Regions from separate parts of the Mus musculus genome. Here region 2 is linked to region 1. Evidence: chromatin contacts called from public HiChIP or PLAC-seq data. All regions are on one chromosome and are shown on one strand. Each heading gives the region's core, a stretch centred on a gene start, on an enhancer-like site or on the middle of the called end of the contact. The rest is flanking DNA. Distances are from core to core; before and after follow the strand shown.

Evidence for each region. HiChIP or PLAC-seq counts read pairs in DNA pulled down with a chosen protein or histone mark.
Region 2: an H3K4me3 HiChIP or PLAC-seq map of bone marrow-derived macrophages shows a contact between it and region 1, with 2.6 times the contacts expected there. The contact joins the enhancer-like site here to the promoter of Steap3 in region 1. A contact is called at or near these places in 8 of 39 promoter capture datasets (the 3T3-L1 cell line, 3T3-L1-derived adipocytes, embryonic stem cells and 3 more), 1 of 15 datasets of contacts at CTCF or cohesin (the NIH/3T3 cell line), 7 of 115 datasets of contacts at active chromatin or transcription factors (bone marrow-derived macrophages, embryonic stem cells, microglia and 1 more) and 2 of 9 other capture datasets (adipose tissue and embryonic stem cells).

Annotation. Positions count from the first base shown.
Region 1 is chr1:120,254,240-120,261,158 of GRCm38.p6, reverse strand. It overlaps Steap3 (STEAP family member 3), which reads left to right and starts at 2,281. Exons shown (of 5, transcript NM_001379355.1): 1 at 2,281-2,398. The coding sequence starts at 2,377.
Region 2 is chr1:120,528,305-120,534,780 of GRCm38.p6, reverse strand. No RefSeq gene overlaps it. Among named protein-coding and RNA genes, the nearest start is that of Marco, 27 kb to the right of the region's middle. Within about 2 kb of position 2,465, at least 29 of the 459 cell types and tissues checked have an H3K27ac peak or open chromatin away from gene starts, as enhancers often do. A contact at or near this core is called in bone marrow-derived macrophages, where this site is marked.

The sequences.
Region 1 (6,919 bases), core at 1,032-3,531:
GGCAGGCTTATGGAGGAGGCAGAACCCCAACAGTGAGGTTGGATGTCTCTGAGGGCAAACTTGTTCTAGGTGGCTGTGACCCAGACCCTCCTGGTGGAGTTGACCTGAACAGTGTGGGATATGACAAGGAGCCAGTGCTCGGTTGTCTGGGTGACCAGCCTTGCCTGTGCAAGGGTCAGAAGCAAACTGGAAGCAGTGGTTGTGTCCAGCAAACCAGTGCCCCCACGAAGACTGAGCCAATGTAAAAGATGACATGAGTCCCTCGGATGGTCCTTAGAGGGATGGCTCCTGACTGGTCAGAGCTAGAAGGGGAGGAAGCAACTGGAGCCCAGACATCAAGAGTTTTGATTGGGCTGGGGGTGGTATTCTGGAAAGCCTTACTCCTAGAGATCCAGGCTCTGTGGCTAGAGATGGACACCTTAATGCACCTCTGTTTTCCCCGAGCAAAGCCCCAATGGGAGCAGGTAGAACCCTAAGGAACTACAGAGAGAGTATGTTAGCTCCTTTCCACTTCACCCAGCAGGTGTCTTTTCCTGGGGAAGTGTCCCTTCCTCTCAGAACTGCTACTCTAAGGGGACCTGGAGATCACCCAGCAACCTTGTCTGGGACACAGTAGGCTAAAGGGCTCCTGTACTGAGTCAGGAATTCTGTCCCAAATCCTGCTGCTCAGAGCTTTGGGTGACTCTGGGGCTCACTGGTGATGGAGAGTCCTCCTTGAACCCCACTGCCTCCGCAGGCATCTTCCAGCATCAAGGGAGCACAGCTCAGAATGAGGGACTAGGGGTGATGCACAGGTTTCTATCCTCAGCTGATACTGTCCAGGGATCACATGGTACCCCAGCAACAGAGAGCAGATTCAGACAACAGGCAAACACTGAGTAACCTGTGTCTTTAAGGGCTTCCATAGTCACTGTTTTACTTAATGGTCAAAATAGGGAACACTGGGGATGTAGGCAAAGTCCAAAGTCTTGCTTATTATGTATGAAGTCCTGGGCTCCAACCAAAGACCCACATAAACTGGACATAGTAGAGTATCCCTGTAATCCCAAGTACTGGGGAGGCAGGGGCTGAAGGATCAAGGGTTCAAGGTCTTTCTTTAAGACCAACCTGGTCTAAGTGAGACCCTCAGAGTAGGAAAGAAGCCTTCCCAAGGTCACACTGTTAGCATGCGGTTAAACTCAAGTTCATATTTAGGGCAACCAACTGCTAACCTAGCCTTACTTGTTGATTCAGAGTGGGTAAATGTTGTCCAGGACTACAGGAGCTGATAGATGCCGACAACAGGGAATTGTATTTCCAAGGAAGTGGGATTTGGGTGGGTCAGGAGTATATTCAAACTCAGATGGAAAGAGCAGGCCAAGAGCAAGAGAGTCACAGGTCAGGGCATGAAGAAAGAGAAAACAAAACCAGTCTCTGTATTGGCCTGCACTGGACTCCATGTGATTCCAGAATCTAGCCCTACCCCCAAGAGGCTTTACTGTTAGGGACAGACATAAGAGGACTGCCAGTCAGAGCAATATGGACCTGCTCTAGTTGCTGGTCCTTATAAAGCCACAGACTGGGACGTGTGTGCTTAGCAACAGACTTCACTGGGCTGCAAGTTTGCTAGTTCTGACACGCTGAAGACAGTCAGATATGCCCATACACAAGCCCAGACAGCACCGTTCCTGAACTCTGGGCTGCCCTCAAAGCCTTGGAACCCAGCAGTCAGCAGCCAGCAGCGAGTGGGCGTGTGCCCTTATCTACCATTTCCAGTGAAATGATAATAGAGCGGTCTGTCCATCATCTTCTGCTATAGGCACTGTCTGGCATGTGGTGACAAAGAAGATCCCCCTATCAGCACAAACTGCTGAGAGAATTCTCGAGAAGCCTGTAACAGCCATGGTGATTGCAATGAATTACCCTCCTAGAAATTGATCATTCGCTACTTTCTGTTACCATAATGCTGGCTTTGTACCTCCAAGGGTCTCAGTGTCTCTGCCCAACCTCTCCATGACATTTATTCATTTTATGCATCCTGGCTTCAGCTTGCCATCCTGCCTCAATTCCTGTACCAAAGACTCTGCAGTCTGAGCCACTAATTACTTCAGTGAGGTTTCCTCCCCAAACAGGAAGTCTCCCGCAGAATTGCTCTCTCAGGGCACTCTCTAACCGAACATCAGCCACCTCTCCAGGGGCCAGTCCCTGTGGCCAGCTGTAGGTGGGCAAACTGAGAGGGGAGGTGTCCCAGTTACCCACGCCCTAGAAGGGCCCGTGGCCGTCCCAATTCTGAAAAACCCCAGTCAGACTGCCGAAGGTGGAGACTTTAGTCAGAAGAGGCGACTTGCAGCGGGGTTGTCTGGGCATTCTAAAACTTCAGACCTCCCCTGAGGCCAGATGGCGCAGTCACCTGTTGCTGGTAAGTCTGTTGGGGCTCCAGGGCAGCTACCAGATTCACTTACTAGTACGCCATCCTCTGGTCCACTTGAGAGTGCTGTTCTTTGAAGGTCTGCAGATTTTACCAGAGCCCAGAGAGAGCAGTGTTTCCCTGAGAGTTGCACAGCCTCAGCCTGGCAGCAAGGAGCACAGTAGAATAAGATCTTGTCAAAATAAAGCAGGAGATTGATTGTCTGCTGTGTGTATTTCAGGGCCACCTTCTCAGGGAGGGCGTTCAGGCAGTAAACACAAGAGCCTCTTCAGAGTGCAGGGCTCTGGTTTGCACACACAGAGAAAGCAGCGGCTTCGTGGGTTTTAGTGTGTGTTGCTTTAAAAAAAAATTAATGTTCATGATGTATTTCTGAGGAATGTGGGCCCGTCGGGAATTATAAATTTTACACAGAACTGCCGGCTGCGAGTAATCGAACTGGATTTTTCTAGAAGGATTTGAAAAGCTAGATGTTTGTAAAAGCTCTATCAATTATTCATTTGCTTTTATTCTGCAAAGTGATGTGGAGAGAAAATGCTGTTTTCTAACAGATCAAACTTGTGTGCATGAGTGTGTGTGTCTGTGTGTGTGTATGTGTGAGTGTGTCTGTGTGTGTGTGTGTCTGTGTGTGTGAGAGTGTGTGTGTGTGAGTGTGTGTGTGTGTGTCTGTGAGTGTGTGTGTGTCTCTGTGTGTGTGTGTGAGTGTGTGTGTGAGTGTGTGTGTGTGTGAGTGTGTCTGTGGGTGTGTGTGTGAGAGAGAGTGAGTGTGTGTGTGTGTGTGTGTGTGTGTGTGTGTGTGTGTGTGAGTGAGTGTGTGTGGGGGGAGGCCTGGCTTATGTGCATGGACTTTGTTTCCTCTTCGGCAGGCACAAAACTGCCATCCTTTTAAAAAAAAATAATGATTTTTATGATGTCTAAATAACAATCCCAGGTAGTATTGCAAGAAACGTAACAGCAAAATGTTTGTAAGAGTCCATCTGATAGGGGAGATGCCCACAGAGAAAACAGAAGTGTGCCACTTAGGACATGTTTGATGTCATTAGCTTTTATTTTGTTTGGGGCAGAGCCTGCTGTAGCCCAAGCTGGTCTCAACCTCATCATGTAACTAAGGACAATTTGGAACTTCTCATTCTCCTGCCTCTACCGCCCAAATATGGAAATGACAAATACACACTACCACGATGTTTGTATGGTTCTAGGGATATAACTCAGGGCTTCCTGTATACTCCATAAGCTCTCTACCAATCAGCCTCCATCTCCAGATCTGCCACTACATTTTACATGCTAATTTCAGACTGGTAGCCTCTTTTCTCTCACCTCACCTTGGGAGGTAGACACGGGTTGGGCAAGGAAAGAGACTGTGGTCTCTGAGCCTAGGAAGGAACAAAGGCCTGGGTCTAAGTGAACGCCTACTTAAGACCCAGGATGGAGGACAGCCACACTCTAAAGGAACAGCAAGAAGAGGGACTGGGAAATTGTTCCCAACAGCTCAGAGAGAAGATAAAGGACACAGGAAGGAAACAGACTTAAATCTAGAACCTGGTGCTGGCCAGGTGACATCTGTAGCACCCACATACAGAGCCTCTGCCCTTGCCACCCAAGATGTCAGTTGGATGCTGAGACTAGATTAAGGCAGAGCCAGCTCTGGGACCGAGAGGTGCTCCCTTTGCCTGTCTGGGCCTTAGTTTATGATGCATAAAGTAGAAGCATCCTCTGTAGGTCATATCCCAACACACATCCAAAGTCATGTATTGCTGCACAGTGAGATCTGCCCTTGTCTTCTAATCTCTTCTCATTCGACCCTGAGGATTTGGGTTGTTCAGGGACCAGACACTTACAGAGAGACATGCTGGCTGCCTCCCTCAGTAGCCTTATGCCCCCAAGGAAACCTTGGATTACTACTTAGGGAAGTCATGTGTCAGAAAGAGGGAGAAGGCGTTGTCCCTGGGAATCTCTTCTTTTTGCACAGCAAGGGTGTAATTTTCATTCAGGCTGTGTGGGCAATCCCCTGTTTAATGATGGCTTGACACAGGATCTTTCAACTTTAGGGGAGGTACAACACCAACATTGTTCAGTGGAAACCGTTCTTCAAATTGTGAATTTGGATGTTTCCCAGGAATTTTAAACTCACAGCATCATCAATTTACAGTGGATTTGCTGGCTGCCACGCCACCATAAATCAAGGTCCATATAACGAGCAGGACTTGTGTGTGTGTCACTTGTGTGTCTGTATGTTCACACATGTGAACTCACATATAGACACGTTCATGTGAAGGCCAGAGGTCTTTCTCGATCACTCTCTGACATATATATTGAGGCAGAGACTGTCACTAGAAACAACTGCTCCCAAATTTTGCTAGTCTTACCCAGAGATCCTCTGTCTCAGTCTCTGGGATTACGGGCAGGCTACCACTCCTATCTGGCATGTATATGGGTGCTAGGGGTACTTTCATGGCATGCTCTTTACCCCTGATCCATCTTCCCAGCCCAGAACGATTTTATAGACATTATTATTCCCTCCACCAGCCTGAAGGTTGTAAGTTCATATCAGAGGATATTAGGTTTAATGTCGCCATAAACACGTGGGAAGGGCACTCTAAGGGAAGGTGCATGGCACTGTATACTTGGTCCATCCCTGTGACAGAGAGCCTAAGGGATCAGAGGACAAAAATGTCTATTTTTATCTTAAAGAGGAACTGGGAGCCTTCTCTTCTTCCTCCTTTTTTAAAGTGTATGCATATGTGTGTACTCATGTGTGTATGTGTGCTCACATGTATATACTGAGTCTGTGTATATGTATGTCTGTATGCTCCTAACGTGTGCTCACATGTGTGTGTTGGGGGGTTTCATGTGGACCCAGAGGGTGACATTAGGTGTCACCTTCAGGATCTCACCAACTGACTCAGAGACCATCCTGTCTCTGCCTCCCCAGCACTGGGATCACAAGTGCATGCCACCATGCTCCGATTTTTGTGTGGGTGTGGGGGAGTTCGAGTTCTTTATACTTTCTAGGCAACCACTTTACCGATTGAGCCATCTCCTTAGCCCCATCAGCTGGGCCTTCTGTTGGACCTCGTAATTGCTAATCTTAGTTATAAACATGACTAAACTTGGGACCAGATAGTTATAAAAGTTGCTGGGCACTGCTGTGAGGGACTTTATATTGGTTTTGTTTTTGAGACAGGTTCTCATAATATGGTCCTGGTTAGCAGAGAACTTACTATGTAGACCAGGTTGTCTTCAGTCTCACAGCAATCTGGCTGCCTGTCTCTTAAAGTGCTGGGATTAAAGCTGTGTCAGACTTATTTGAGTCAAGAAGACCCACCCTAAATGTGGGTGGCACCTTCTGGTAGCAGCCCAGATAAAAGGACATGGAGGAGACCCCTGCTTTTTGCCTGCTGCCCTCAGTCTTGCTGACAAGCTCATCTATCCTGCTGCTGCAGCATACCCCCTCTACCCACCCCTCATCACCCCCACCCTTCCCCACCCCTACTGATGCTAAAACCTTTGGGTTTCCATTGTAGACTAAAGCCCAGTGGTTCTCCAGGAATCTCCAGACTCATAAGGACAGTTTGAAACTGTGAGATACCCAACCAGTACAGTGAGCAACTCCTGGTTTCCTGGCCTCTCTAGCATGAGATGGCCTCTGTTGGATTACCTGGACCACATCCTATAAGTCAATCTAGAAATCAGCCTGATGCATCTCCTGTGAGGAGCAAGTAGTTTAGTGACTCTGTCCATAAAACTTCTGGCCATTTGTAGAAAAATAAGGAAAATAATGATGGGGGCTGGTGACTTCCAGAACCTCTGGGATGGGTTATGATCTGGAAGTATTTATTACCAAGGAAACCCTTTCCTCCCCAAGCTGCTTTTACTTGGTGTCTTCTGCTCCCCTGTGTTTGATTGTTTTTGTCTGTCTGTCTGTCTGTCTGTTTTTTGAGACAGGGTCTCTTTACATAGCCCTGGCTTTCCTAGACCTCACTGTGTAGACTAGGCTGGCCTTGAACTCAAAAGAGATCTGTCTGCCTTTGGCTCCTGAGTATTCAGATGGAAGATGTGTGTCACCACGCCCGGCCAAGCCAGTGGGCTTTACAGCAAGAGAAAAGCCACTCGATCAGGCCTTGAGTTTTGTTAGATGGAGGGAAGAAGATTTGCAGGCAAAAAAAGATTAATTCAAAAAAACAAAAAACAAAAAACCAAACATGATCCTGAGGGAGAAGAAGGGGAGGGAGAGGAGGAAGGAAGAGGAAGGGAGGGAGAGGGGGCAGAGAGGAAGGGAAGGAAAGAGAGAGGAGAGAGATTAGGTTTGTCTTATTTAATTACCACTGGGATGCAGGGCCCCAGCTAGGTTCTAGGAGAACAGTTAAGACACACAAGCACACCCTGACCTTGGCATAGAAATCAGAAGTAATATTATTCAAACAAATATTAATTGAGCACCGACTGGATGCCAGGCTCTGGGCTAAGTGATGGAGACACACATATGATCCAAAGGTAACCTCTACTTCATGCAGG
Region 2 (6,476 bases), core at 1,216-3,715, 270 kb before region 1:
CAACAACAGCAGTCTACCAACAGAAGCTCCAAGAATCCAGTCGCCATCCACTCCACGAGGCTGGATGCCTCGGCTGTCTTTATTATATGCCGGGATCCTGAAGAAGTAGGCTCTCACGGTGCTGAAGGAATGCACTGGATTCAGAGTAAAGCCAAGCAGACAAAGACAGAGCTTCCTTCATCTGTGTCTTTTATACAGACTGCCAGCAGGTGTGGTCCATATTAAAGGTGGATCTTCTCACATCAAAAGATTCAGGTTAAAGGTGGGTCTTCCTACTTGAAATGATTTCATTAGGAAAACCCCCTCACAGGTCTACCCAGCTGCTCGGGTTTCAGTTAATTCCAGACTTAGTCAAGCCAATAACTAAGAATAAGGAGCGCACTGAACAATCCCTAGGGCCTCTGGCTTCCAGTCTAGCTAAAAAGACAGAGAGAGCCTGCCTCAGGGGAACTGGTATAGAGTAGCCAACAAGGACACTGGTCACCTCTTCTGGACCTGTGCTCATGCATACAGGTGTAGTCATATACTTAGACAAGAGACAAATCACTGACCTGGCCTGCATCAGCCAGGGACATCGGGTACCTGAAGGCTTTGAGTGACATACACACTGACATCAGGTGTTACTCAAGGAGGAAGTTTGTGTCAACATGCCACACCATCATTGGCTGTCAACAACTCCCTGTCACTGCTTGGCTTCACTCTGGTCTTTTTCTCTCTCAGTCTTTTCCCTTGTTCCACAAAATAGTTGCATGTTTGTGCAGAACCACAGATGGTGTCAAGGATCCAAAACCGGAAAAGATGAGGAAGTAAGAACGCCATTCTAAAACAGACTTTCAGTCAGCATCATGGACAATGCAGGCTCTGGGCCGAGGACCTGCAGCTGGCATCATTCGTGTCCCGCACCTGGTGTTGCTGGCTTCCTGCTCTATGTACCAAGAAAGGAAATCGGGAAGGTGGAGATGGTGCCTTGGAGAATGTGACCATGTGCACAGGGCATGGAACGGACATCTTGTCGAAATGTTCCTAAACATGGGAAGGGCCTGGGGGAGTTTGTGTCTTTCTAGCCAAGAGTGTCAGCAGAGATAGGGACAGAAAAGCAGCAACTCTGTCACTAGTACTGGGAGAGTCCCTTTTCTCTTAGGGCCCTGCTTTTGTGAGGAAAAGAATTCAAGGACAGGCTAGTGAGAAGCAGTGTTGGAGTCCATTCGTTTATTGTGTGTGTGAGAGTGCAGGCACAGGTGTGCCAGTGGCACATGGAGAGGACAGAGGATAACTTTTGGGAATCAGTTCCCACTGTCACCTGGTGAATCCCAGGCATGGAACTTAAGTTGTCAGGCTGTATGCATCACTTTTACCCACTGAGCCATCTCACCAGCCTGAGTTGCTGTTTCTTGAATATAAAGGGACAGGGGAGTGATTTAACTCTATTTTAAGTAAAATATATTTAAAAATAGGAAGAAAGGTGTTCAGGGGCAGAAGAGAGTCAGAGAGCATGGGTTCAGGCTTTCAAAGATGAGTAGTTGTGAGCTGTTTCTCACTGTGGGTGTGTATAGGGTTTGAGGGCTCCCGAGTTAAAGCTCTAACCCTGATAAAAAGCACCCTTAACATTGCTCAGAGGGAAGTGGGAAGTAAAAGAATTTTCTTGTTATAAAAAGTTGCAAGCTGGTTTTCTGAAGGGTTTTCTTAGATGTCGGGTGAGAGGATCCTCAGCATTACTAGGCCATTTGAGGTCACAGATAAACACAGGTTTTATGATCTTTGGTGGTGAGGTCTTTAGGACAACATGTGCTGTCTCAGTCGGCAATTTGGACATTATCAGCGGTGTCCAAAGCCCCCTGACTTCCTCAGCAGGAAGGAGCAAGTGAAGCCCAGGGTGGCCTTTTCCTTTCCCGTGTCCCCATGACTTTCCCCTGTGTTCCTCTCCTGCCTCAAGAGGACAGTGACAGGCCTGGTTGTTCCACCAGGCTTGCCCACCGCCTTCTGTGGCCCATGACATCATGATGAGCTTTGCGGACTGAGCAGCAGCTGAGTTCTGAAGCCTCAGCAGCTTCTGCTTTCTCTCTGAGCCCCTGTTCCTCTGTGAGGTGGGTTTGCATACATCTTTCCTGCTGATGTGCCTGGCTCACAGGCTGTAGCCACAGCGTGCCCACAAACCTCAGGGACAGTCCCCATCAGCATCCACTAATGCTCTGGAACTCACAAGGGAGATCCCTAAAGAGGAGAGCTACCGTTTTTATCGTCATGGTGAAACCATCTCACTCTGACCCCTCCCTCTCACTGCCCCCATCCTTAACCCCCATTCTGTTCCCCCCACTCTTATCCCCCATGCTGACCCCTCTACTCTGAACCCTGACTCAAACACCCTTACCTTTACTATCTTAATTTGAAGATCTCCTTTGACCACCTCACTATGACTGGAAGTAAAGGCCAGAGGAGATGGATGGACCTAGCTTTGCTCTGAGCCCTGGAGAGGCTGTCTGAACTGTCTAGTCACTCTGCATGGTTGCCTGCCTCCTTGCCAGAGTAGAAGCCCCTAGAGAAGACCAGGAGGCATTGCAATGCTCTCTCTCTCTCTATCTCTCTCTCTTTCTCTGTCTCTCTGTCTCTCACATAAACACACACACACACACACACACACACACACACACACACACACACACACTGCACGGGGATGGTTCTTGCTGGCTACTGAAGAATTGAGAAGTTGGGAAACTCGAGGAAGAGGAGGCTCCTGGATATTGTCCTCTGGCCCCATGAGAGGCCACTCCTACTTCCCCTGTTCTTTCTAAAGTTTGACTCTTGAAATATGAAAACCCAACCATGAGTCTGCAGATTTTTATTTATGCAAGTGAGGAGTTTCCAAGCCCATGATTTTATTTTGACCCAAGCTGAGGTGGAGAATCTACAATAGAAAATCACTTCTCTGTTCCAGATTACACCAGCCTTGACCCTGCCTGAGACAAGGCCAGTCTTCTCGCAGGCTAGGGTCTTGGACTGAGGCAGAGGGAAAAGGTGAAGGCAAGACAGAAAAAAATTATCAAAGTGGAAGACCCAGTGGGGATATTTCCAGCACAATATGATGCTGTAATTGGGAGCCACAGGAAAACAGGCCATGCTTGCTTATGACCTCTAAGGGGATGGCCAGAGTTTGTCCAGGCTTCTTGTCGTGAGCACTGCTTCAAAAGAGTCCTTGTACCCACATCAAAAAACATAGCACAAATGCTTTCTTAGACATAAGGCCAAATTGCTCATCAAAAGAGGTTTAGAGACCCCCGCCCCCCCCCAGCATCTCAGTCATGAGAATGACCTCTTACCTGTTTATTCCCCCCCAGCATCTCAGTCATGAGAATGGCCTCTTGCATGTTTATCCCCCACACCAGCATCTCAGTCATGAGAATGACCTCTTACATGTTTACTGCGCCCCCAGCATCTCAGTCATGAGAATGGCCTCTTGCATGTTTATCCCCCCCCCCCAGCTTCTCAGTCATGAGAATGACCTCTTACATGTTTATTCCCCCCCCCAGCATCTCAGTCATGAGAATGGCCTCTTGAATGTTTATCCCCCCCCCCCCAGCGTCTCAGTCATGAGAATGACCTCTTACATGTTTATCCCCTCCAGCATCTCAGTCATGAGAATGGCCTCTTGCATGTTTATCCACCCCACCGCCCAGCATCTCAGTCATGAGAATGACCTCTTACATGTTCACTCCCCCCCACCCCCAGCGTCTCAGTCATGAGAATGGCGTCTTTTACTCAGATGTTTGGGCCAGCTTTTTGTTCTTTGTATCCCAACATGTTCAAAACTGGAAGCCCTATCTTTTATGACTCATTTTTTTTTTACCCTGAAAAAGCATTTTTGTCCATTTTCCTACTTTTAGTTGTGCTCTTTACATGTGGAGATGTCATTTGCAAAAAATGTTTTTTTTTTTCTTAATGGAGATGGAATACATGTGTCATGAGAGCAGAAGGGGTGATGATTTGGGGGAAAGGAAACCAGGAAAAGGAAGGCAAGGACCAGGGAGGAGAACAATGGCGTAGCAGGGTGGATTGAGACAACGTATAATGACACACCTATTTGAAAATGTCAAGATGAAAACCATTGCTTTGTTTAAAATTTATTCTTAATTTATCATATTTAAAACAAAACTTCCTATCTCCCTATCTGGCTAGCTGGAACTTTGATGTGGTCAATGTTCCTGGTTGGAAATTTCTTTCATATTCCTATAGTCAGATCATCTCTTTTACATCTGACTTGTGTGCCTTTTTATTTATTCATTTATCTATTGTAACAGGTTGCTGACCAATCGCCCCAATGTAATTTATTAAAAGGGTCCAAACACACACACACACACACACACACACACACACACACACACACACACACCCCTGCAAAACATTTTTGTTAGTATTTTTAATGTACTTATTTTAATGTACATTAGATTCGTAAATTCATGTAGGAACAGTTGACAGCATTTTAACATTGTTTCTTTTTACCCAAATCATTAATTTACATTGTGGGGAAACCGTTCTCTTTAAGGTCTCAATCTACCATGGCCGAATAGCTCCTCTGAGCTCAGTGCAAAATGGAGGAATCCCTTTTCCAGCAGGGATTCCTTTTCTCTGACTTTATCCCTGGAGCCTGACCTGCCACACCCTCTACCTGGGGAAAGTTGAATAGCCCTTGGAAAACCTACAATTTCAACCCTCCCACTCCCACCCCAGTAAGAATCCACTCAGCAAGTAACTGAGATTCCTGGAATGCCTCTCCATACACATGAGGCATTTCAGGGCTTTAAACTCCAGTCAATGATTTCCATTTACCCTGAAAACTCCTTCCCACTCTTCAGGGTCCATACATAGCACTGGTTTGCTCCTAATAAAGTATATGTGAGCTCCCCACAGACCACTAGAGACCACCAAGAATCCAATTTGTATGCAAAAGCAAAGAGTCTTTATTCAAGATTGAGCTCAGACCCTCCATCCTCTCAGTGGGTGGATATGGAATGTCCCGAGCTGGTGAAGCCCAATCTCTCTGGCATGACCAGGACCCTGCAGACCCCACCCACTTCAACCATGTAAACAGCATCATCTGGATCCTAAGAGAGAGGAAGTGGGGGATGTGGAACCACAGCTGTATCCCAAACATGCTTCATTTGAATTTGGAAAAATTGAAAAAGTATTTATTTTAGTTTTTACTCCCCCAACCCTGAAAATACATTTCTCTCTCTCTCTCTTTCTTTCTTTCTTTCTTTCTTTCTTTGTTTCTTTCTTTCTTTCTTTCTTTCTTTCTTTCTTTCTTTCTTCCTTCCTTCCTTCCTTCCTCTCTTTCTCTTTTTCTTTCTTTTTTCCTTCCTCTCTCTTTCTCTTTTTCTTTCTTTTTTCTTTCCTCTCTTTCTCTTTTTCTTTCTTTTTTCTTTCCTCTCTTTCTCTTTTTCTTTCTTTTTTCCTTTCTCTCTCTTTCTCTCTGTCTCTCTCTTTCTCTCTCTCCCTCTCTCTCGCTCTGTTGCTCTCTTTTTTCACTTTTCAAGACAGGGTTTCTCTGTGTAGCCCTGGCTGTCCCGGAACTCAGTCTGTAGACCAGGGTGGCCTTAAACTCAGAGATCTGCCTGCCCCTGCCTCGAATGCAGGGATTAGAGCTGTGCATCACCACTGCCTACCTGAGGCTTGGTTTCTCTGTTGCATGTATTGTTAGATATTTCATCTCTTTCTTCACAATATTAGCGAGATAGTTTCTTATATTCTGTTTCAAATTGGTAGCTGTCTACAGTAAGAAACCATGATTGCATTTTGATTTTTTCAACCTTCTTCCTGTACTTTCTTTATACATTTTATTATATTTCAGTTCTTTTATTTATTGGTAGCTTTTAGATATGTAATTATATAGGTTGATAGTAGTAATTTCATTGGAAATGATCACTTTGGATATTAGACACCATTAAACTGTCTCCTTCCCTGCCTTAAAATCCAGATCTTCAACGCCCACACCCTCTTGTCTTCATGGGAATGGCCTTCATTTCTACTTCCACAATACCCCTTAGCCTGCGCAGCCCAAGTGCACTGGAGACTTTACTCTCCTTCACAGTGGCAAGGCCTGAGGCTCATACCTGAAGAAAATGGTATCTTCATTGACCTCTGGACTCAGCCACACACTCAGAAATAATCATGTGGCTCAATTTGGAATACAGTGCAGAGCAAAAATCCTTCCTTCTGTCTGGGATTGAGGCGGTGTCAGTATTTATGTGTATACCTAAAAGCAGAGATGGCATCTTGTTAACACCACTGATTTATGAACTAGACCACTGGCACCAGCTAGGCAGCAGCTGAGCCTCGGGGCCACTATCCTTTCAGTTCAATCATCTGAAGACAGGCACTCTGAGATGTAGGAGCAGGAATAAACATTGAGAGACACCGATGCCTTTTGAATGACAGGCTACAATTGTGAACACCATTGGTGCACGGGTTTGAATGAAAACGGA